Linked DNA regions of Columba livia: region 2 is linked to region 1. Evidence: chromatin contacts called from public Hi-C data. All regions are on one chromosome and are shown on one strand. Each heading gives the region's core, a stretch centred on a gene start, on an enhancer-like site or on the middle of the called end of the contact. The rest is flanking DNA. Distances are from core to core; before and after follow the strand shown. Region 1 overlaps PARVA (parvin alpha). Region 2 has its middle 28 kb from the start of TEAD1.

Region 1 (4,637 bases), core at 528-3,027:
AAAATAGGGATGTGACTGGTCATGAGTGAATTGTATTGGCAGAGCTGTATTAGTAAGATTAGCCACCATCTCTTCACCCAAATCCTGCACCTGGCTATAGACTGTGCCACTGTTCAAGCAGGTGATGATCTTACTTAAAATATTGAAGAATTGCAGTATTAAGTAACAAGGCTCTACAGTCTCCCAAATGTTCTGCTTTCCTTTTAGCTTTGTAGTATTCTCTGTGAAATAATTGCATGTGCTGCTACAAAACTATTATATATGTGTATTCAACACAAAATTAAAGAAAGCACATTGGTTATGAGTTAGCAATACTGCTTTTTTTTTTTCACTCTTTGTACTTCTCTTCCTGACTTCTTATTGATCTTTGTGTTAAGCACCACATAGTGTACCATAGTTGACAATATCTTATCTTTTTTTCTTAGATAATTATTTTTGCAAAAGAAAACACCTGGAATATGTATTTCTCTGAGCCATTCTTGGTATTTGTAGACATGGTTAATTCCTTTTGGCTTCTCCGATTTCTACTTAGCATAAAGTGGATTCTGTTCTTTTCCTGTGGAGTGATAGAGCAATCTATGACACTGACCCACTGGTGTGTGAGATTAAACTTTATTCCTAGTGAAACCTACAAAATTCCACTTGGAAAAAGGGACTTTAGTCAGGGTGGTAGGAGAGGGGGTGCAACAATTGTCAGCGGCCACTGCTACCCTTCAGAAGATGTGAGCAGATAGTGGGCGTGGTAGAGTGAGGAGCAGCTCTGCATTTCCACACCAGTCGGGAATTCCCAGACATGAAAATACAATCTCATACTGCAAAAGCTTTGAAAGCGTCAAAAATCCTAAGTGTAGTCTAAACGTTATAATTTCCTGAATTTTTTTTTAGTATAAAGTGGATAATTTTGTAGTGGAATGTGTGTTCACAGAAGAAAAAACCATCACCACATGTTTGGTATTTGTACTGAAGTACTTGGGCCTCTTTTGCCTGCCTTTGTGTGCAGTAAGACAACTTTTAAGTGCTCTAATTAGTGCTGGCCTCTTGGCTTCAGTGGCTGCAGTTGTGCACAAGCAAACAATTCAAGTACAGTTAACTGTGCTAGAAACCAAATGAAGAAAGAGAGTTGTGTTTTGTTTTTGTTTTTTTTTTAAATACATGTTTTTCTGCATGATCCTTTGGAGATACCACCTTTTTCCACTAGTCATGTTTCTTTGGTCATTTTCATATAGTGCTTTCCTGAGTTCATGTTGAGTAAAAGTACATAAAGCTCCCTGTTACCAGTGATGTTCTATAGGTAGACTTCAACACAGCTCTTTTCAGATAGTGTGCAGGTAATGACTGCTGGTTTCTTTTGTGTTAGGACTTAATAGTGCAAGTCTGCATTTACCACAGAGGGAAAATGTAATTTTCTTCTCATGGCCTGGCCATGGGCTTTCTGGTCCCAGCTTCCAAGACGTGCACAGTGTTGTGTCAGTGCTGTCCTGCCAGTTGTACCTGCACTTCTTTAGCTGACAATTGCTTGTTTCCCTGGAATTACAGCCAGTCAAAGACCTGGGTGTTAAGCAGTCCTAGGGCTGTGGTGGGCCACCTTCCTGGCTCAGCAAACGGGCAGGCGTCATACTTTGCAAACAGATGGAGCGGGTACAGGCAGCCTAGAGAGCACATGTGCAGCAAAGACATTAAGGTCAGAATTTCCCAGGCAAGAATGTCTGAATTGCTGTGCCCTACTTATCCAACTGTGAGCTGGATTAATGAAAGGGAGAGTTTAGACAGAGCAGTACTTTGGGTACATTTAGTGGGAGAAGAGAGAGATGTTTTCTTTTGTATCTGTACAGGTGGTGCTTTTGAAGGAAGCCAAAATAAGCTTCCTCACCTGGGTAACGGCCTGAATAGGTTGGCAGGGTGTGAATCCATTTTCAATGTGTGTAAAGAAAAGATAACAGTTTGCCGGTGTACAGCCTTTCATTTATTTTTTCTTTACAAGTTTCTTCTTCAGCCATCGAGTTAGGCTGAGGCCTAATAATTTATTTTTCTTTTAACTGTAGGCGGTTCTAAAGCAGCAAACTATTAATAGTGAAATATTGGTTTAGAAGAACTCTAATGCACAGGGGATTCTAGAGCAAACGAGGCAATGCTGTCAATGGTTCAGATTGTTCTTAATTACAATAATGGCATTATAGGAGCTGCAGTTGCTGTCGGGCACAAAAGAAGATAATGATAATGTCAGAGTGCTCAGAGTAAATGCAGGATAATGTATTGCAGTACTGGATTCAAAAGATGATATGCCTAACTTGTCGGCAGAGTGCATGAAGAAGAAGAATGGTAAAAGGCCAGAACAGTTTTTGTTGTAACTATATAGTTCAGGGTTTTGGGTTTGTGAGGTTTTTTTGTGCCCTGTGCTTTCAGGTTTAAGCAGAAATGTCAGGTCTCATGTGTTTCAATGACGTGTATGGATTTTTCTAGAAGAACTGATCACATCTGCCCTCCTCACTTGGAATAAAGAAAATCACCCTTGCTTTGAGAAGAAAAGATGTATTGGCTCAGTACTCTGGTACCCTCAACACATTCGGTATTGGTCCTCTTACAATAAAAGAACATAAATACAGTAGATTTGCCCCTGGGTCAGAATTTGCCCCAGTAGCCTCTGGAAATATGTTCAGATCTATTTGATGCATGTGATGCCTATTTTGTAATGAGTCCAAAAAACAAAAAAGAGGAGTCTGAGGTTTGGGGATGTTTCAAAGCTGGATTTGAATTTTATGGCTAGAGGCCAAATCTGAACTGTAGCACTTGTAAACATTTTAAGGTCGTATTCTGTGCACTCAAATTCATTACTGTAGAGGAAGAGACTTTACTGTTTTACTGCAAAATAAACCTGCAGCAAAGCAGCTTGTGGTCTTGGATTCTTGTCACTTCTTAGTTCTAATTCTGAGTTGTAGGTAAGAAGATACAATAAACTGGAAAATAGTGATAGTGTTCCTCATTATACTACAAGTGTTCAAAGTGACTTACGTGTTTTGCATACTTCCTAAGAACTCACTGCAGTGATGGATTGGAAAAAATGATCAGCATCCAGTTCATTTGCATCTTTATTATTTTGCTCACGTTTAACTGACTTGAAACAGTTACAAATGAATCATGTTTAACAGACTTGAAACAGTCACAAATGAAATAATTTATATAGACCCCAAATAAATATTTTTTTAGGTGTTGTTGTCTCTTGCACAAAATACCAGTATGCTTTATTATGAATTGTTTTCCTGAGCAGCCAGCAGGGTGCAGGTGCTGTGCAGGGCACAAGGTGGCTCCAGTTGCCGAGGAAAGCCGGTGTGAGTCAGTGCCAGGAGCTGGGGCACAGGGATCGCCCACAAGTCTGTCAGGATGGAGCTGTACTGCAGCTCTGCCGTTTTGAATGTGAACTGAATCTTACCGGGTCTTCGGGAGAAGACTGTCTAATCTTATAGTAGGCCTACTAAATTTACATTGCATTTTGCACCGCATATTTAATTTTTGAACGAGCTACCCTGGTGGATTTTATCTGACATTCTGAGCTAAGTTGCTTTTGTCTGAGTAGAAGGTAACAGCTGTATGTGCAGAACACCGTTCAGCTACGGAGAAAACAGAGTTGGTGTGTACAGTAAGAGCAGAAATGTAAAGTAAGCTAGGGAGAGGATAAAACAGAGATTCAAAGTTCCATGAGAAAGGTTATCAAGGAGCTCATTAAAATCTAATGGGTACAGGAAAGAACAGAATAAGTAGATAAAATCCCATATTTATAACCGAACTTAATAAAAAATGCTTTGCCTGTTGTTGGTCTTGCACTCTGTAACAACAGCATTTTTGTTTTCAGAGTCTCTTGAAAGTGAATTACTTGTCCATTTCTATTTCCAACATGATAATAGGTGCTAGTAATCTGCCCTTACATAGAACACCTGAGAATTTTTGAGAGAGGGCAGAAAAGGAGAAATGTTTGTTCTATCTGTACCATCTGCCTGGGGCAACTAAGGCAGAAAAAGATGAATTGAGTCCATTTACTTATGTAAACTTCTGCAGGGTAAGAAGTGGAAATGTGCAGTGGTCTCTTAATTTCAGTGTTTAGTCTTGCTTCATTAGGTAGTGCTTTGTGCCATCCACAGTTCTGGTTTTTTGTTTGTTTGGGGTTTTTGTTGTTGGTTGGGTTTTTTTTAAACTGTGCTGCATGTCTTGATATAGTTTTGATTTTTATATGAAACTGAAATTTGTGTGTGTGTATTGGTATTTTTTAACAACAGCTCATCTAGTGTTTACTTTTTGTTTGTGTGTGAAGTAGGCAAAAGTTTTCTGGATTTTGCATTTTAAAATTTGCCTTACATACTGTTGCAGCAGGCATTATATTAGATAAATACATGAAGAAATAGCATTTCTTAATGTGATCTTTGCCTCTATCCTGAAGGAGGAGGATTTGGTTCAGAGGTTTAAGCTGTGTTACTTCATAACAGTCTTTTTTCAAAGTAATGTCAGGTGTTAAAACAAATTTTTAAATCTAACTTTGCCACATTATTTATTTTAAAAATCTTGAAGCTTATAGTTTTCCTCTCTAACATCTAATGTTACATACAGCAAAACAGATTCGGTACAAGACCTGATGTAGAGTTAATATT
Region 2 (4,052 bases), core at 1,493-3,992, 60 kb after region 1:
GAGCTGAACCAAGACTACCATCATCTCTATTTTAATGCAAAATTCCTGTTGAGCTTGGGTCACTCACTCCTCTCTTCCAGGACTCTGCTGTTGAAACAGCCTCAAGAGAAAGTTTTCCTACCCACAGAGCCTGCAGCCTGAGTTGGGTTTGCATATCCTCAGGCAAAGCAAATAACAGGTTCATCCCCTTCTTCCTACCTGATCCCTAGTGAGCTCACAAGGGACGGTGAGCGCCATGTCATCTTCAAGCTTTTGTGTGTTACGAAAATGACAGACACAACTGCATTTTGTCTATAAAGCCAGACGAGGTTTCTTGGGCCTTCTCTGAGCACAAGTACTGAATTAAGTGCTACATCTCATGTTTGGATCCCAGTCAGATTAAAACTAGAACTACTCAGCCCCGCTGAGACTGGGTCAGCTTCGAACATGTGCCGGCATAAAATGCTGGGGATTTTTCAATGTAAAATCAAGGGTGAAATTTAGATGCCTTCAGGGGAAGGTGGTGCTCAAACAGATTTTCCAGGATTGCAACCTTGGTACCTGTACTCTGGGTGAAGAGCTGAAAATCTGCCTAGGGCCATGCACACACGTGGGCTGGGAGGGGAGAACTGGAAGAGTATCTTCTGCTTCCCTTCTGGACTTCCGTGTTGTGACATACTGCACAGACTGTTTCCTACTTGACTCGGTTTAATTTTATTGGGAATAAGCCTTAAAACATGCTTTAACTATTCCTCCCTCTCCCGGATGTTTGCATTGTTCCAGTTAGGTGGAAATTAATACTAAACTAGCATGTTGAGGCTCTCAAGTCTTCAGCTGTGACTAATGAGCCCCATCCACTGCTTAAGGCTTTTGATGCTGGGAGGAACGAACAGTGCTGACTGTAGTCATGTCTCTGAATGATTAGTCCATTGGATCACATGCCAAATTTATAACTGTTATGTTAGATGAACAGATGAGGTCTATTAAATTACATACAGGGGGGTGAGGGAAAATCACTGTGACCAGAACTTGCTGTTTTTTCTATTTTGTTTTTTTGTTTGGTTGGTTGGTTTTGTTTTTTTGTTTGTTTGTTTTAATGTAATTTTCCTTTTTGTTTCCCTAAGTAGCAGTACTTAAGTGCGGGGTAATACTGTGTTCCCATGCAGTCTGAAACTTGCAAGGTGCTGAGGACCATAGCCTCAATTCAGCAAAATAATGAATTAACTTGAAATATGTGAGAAAAGTCCTTGTGGTTTCTTTGAGTCTGTTTTACTTAGAAACGGATAAATATTCGTATCACCGTGGGAAGCCTCAGTCACATTTACACTGAGGCCTGCATTATATTGTCTTCACTTCCTATCACAATCCTATATAATCACACCCACAAAACCATTACTTTTAAGGTCTGGTTTCCTCAAAGGATCCCTTATAGCAACTGTGTAAATTAGCTCATAAAAGATATATGCTTCTTGTCCACTCTTGTATTCATTAAGAGTTTCACCTGTATGAGGGTTGAAAAACCAGTATAATTTATGTCTTCTCTTGAGAGGCCCTTGGAGATGAGATAACTAAATCAGCTGCAGAGCAGCAGAATGCTGCCGTCTGCCTTCAACCTTGGCACTAGGTTTTAGGCAGATAGAACTCAGGTGTGCTTGTTATTGCCGTTTGGTTTATAGCCATGCCCACGGGGTTTGTTGCACCAACAGTTCCATGAATTCGTGCCGTGATAACAGTCCTTGTCTTGAAAGGCTCACAGCCTTGCAGGAATGTGGGAGGAGGAAAGCGGTAAGTGAACCTCTCTAACTTTACACCGAAGATCATGAGAGGGATGGATTAGGAAGCAGGTTCCCCTTTCTGTACCCCGTCTGTGCCTTTAAGTTGTGGTGTGAAACAAGGAGCTGGAAAGGTAGCAGCGAGGCTTGTGTGGAATGCCAGTCCCCAGGGAAAAGGGGACCAGAGGAGTTCCAGAGGCTGTTGGCTTGAAGGATTACCACTTTTACCATGCTTCTTGGGGTGGAGATGTAGGTGCTCGGCAGCAGGCCACTGAGGCAAGCGAGCGTGTGGGTTTGTTAGGTTGCCTGGGGAAGAATTTTTCCCATTGAAGTGCTGCAGGACTATCAGCTAGGAGGAAATTGCCAGCGTTACATGCATGTGATTTAGACTTCCGTCTGTGTGGCAGTAGCTTAAACACTTTCATGTGCGTATTGTTACAATAATAAAGTATTGAAGGTGTCAGTCCTGGATTTCTGAGACTCCTGTACCTCCAGAGCTTTCTGAACTGTTTGTAGTGGCACTTGAATAGACAGAAAGGACATCATTAGAGCAGATCCGTATTCTTAATTGCATAAAAACCTTGTACGTCTGCTGTCTGAAACCAGCGCTCAGTTCAAACAGTGTCATAACCTCTAGCTCCATTTTTCCTGCGTTATCAGGACAAATTAACCCATTAGCTGCACAGACTCTATTGTGAGTCAGAGCTATATGACTCATATGAATAGAACACAGTTCTATTCTGGTTTTAATTAACTTGGCCTCCACCCAAATCCTCCTTACTAATGAAAGATACTAGATTAGCTGAAGTCTACAACACAGTTTTACGGTTTGTGCTAAACTTACGTGTTTATTCTTCTGAGATAATGATACAAAAAGAAGACTCCATGAATGCACTAACTTAAAAAGTAAGCGACAGAACTGCTTTATTTGACAGACTGTTAAAGTATTATAATTAGTCTTGTTTGTTTGTTTGCCTTGCAAACTCTAAGAGAACAAAAAAGGAAAGCACAACTCTAACCCATTGGGAAATTAGTCTCAGTCTTGATTCAGATAAGTGGAATACAAGTTTGTGGTGGTTACACTTCCAATGGAAGTGCAGTCTTAGGCAGCGCTTCCCCTTGTGATTTTCATAATTTTGCTGTCTGGGAACTCTTCTTTTTTCCTTCCTTTCTTTGTTTTTTTAACATAAAATGTAAAGATAGCGTTGGTCAGGATCCCTACCAGTATTTCTAATTGAGTCATCGTGCCTTCTCTTAACAAAGCAATACCAAAATCAAATAAACTCCTCAAGTATAAATTGCAGAGAGGGTAATACGAGCCCCTACTGAGTGTAGCCTATCAAAATGGAAGCAATACTAATTGTGTTTACACATTTTTTTAAAAGAATTAAAACAAAATCAAGAAAACAAAACCACCCCTCTCTGACCCTTATAGAAATCAAGGCCTGAATCTTACTTAACACTGAACTTTCTTCATGGCACCGCAGGGACTCTTAATGCAGATGAGAAGCAGGCATGGAGACGTTTGGTGGAGCCTTCCCACACCACCACTTTCTAAAGAAACAAGCTCAGAATAGAAGCAGAGGGTGAGGGGAAGAGAGAGAAATGTATCTTTGTGTGAACACTTTATATCTTGCAACATGCTCGTATAACACAATGAGGGTGGGCCAGCTGGCTGTAAAATAACTTAGACTGATAAATTAATCAGGAGTATGCTCTGCGTGCCACCAACTGTCCTGTGACTAATAAGTTCATTTTCTACTTGGGCAGGTTCCATGAGTTTACTTGTAGCCTGAAGAGTAGAGCTGGAGGAAAAAGGTCAGGTTTTAAGAGGGGCTTAGTTTGAGGGGCTCTGAAATGAAAACTTGCATGTGGACCACTACTTCCCAGACTCTGCAGTCCCACAGTTTAATTCCAGTTGCTCAGAGCACTTAATCAAGATCTGCCTTCAACTCTGCCTGCCGCCAGTTAGTCCTGATAAAGCCTTAACTCGCCTTCTCATTGCCTAAGTGGTGACATTAGGACTTCCATCAAAGCAAAGAAATTAGAAGCACGTAGCAGACTCAGCTTCATTTAGCCAGAGCTCCACGTCCAGGTTCAGAGATTTTTCTGCTTTGGAAGGTCATGGTTCTCCCATGCAAGAAAGATACTCTGGCAATGAATTTGCTACAATAAGCACTTCGCAATCACTGTGGAAAGTTACCAAGTTGGTAGGAAGCAGATTTAGGGCACAGATTTGTCTACTTGGTATTTTGAACAGTTACACTGCTTTTTAGGAACATACATATTCCTCAGTTTAAA

What was found. Hi-C and Micro-C count contacts between places; a contact is called where the count stands out from the background.
Region 2: a contact with region 1 is called in a Hi-C map of crop, with 3 times the contacts expected there. The contact joins two enhancer-like sites. A contact is called at or near these places in 2 of 2 Hi-C or Micro-C datasets (crop and liver).

Annotation. Positions count from the first base shown.
Region 1 is chr5:59,087,779-59,092,415 of bColLiv1.pat.W.v2, forward strand. The region is part of intron 2 of PARVA (parvin alpha); the gene reads left to right. Among named protein-coding and RNA genes, the nearest start is that of PARVA, 13 kb to the left of the region's middle. Within about 2 kb of position 1,778, at least 1 of the 3 cell types and tissues checked has an H3K27ac peak away from gene starts, as active enhancers do.
Region 2 is chr5:59,147,044-59,151,095 of bColLiv1.pat.W.v2, forward strand. No RefSeq gene overlaps it. Among named protein-coding and RNA genes, the nearest start is that of TEAD1, 28 kb to the right of the region's middle. Within about 2 kb of position 2,743, at least 1 of the 3 cell types and tissues checked has an H3K27ac peak away from gene starts, as active enhancers do.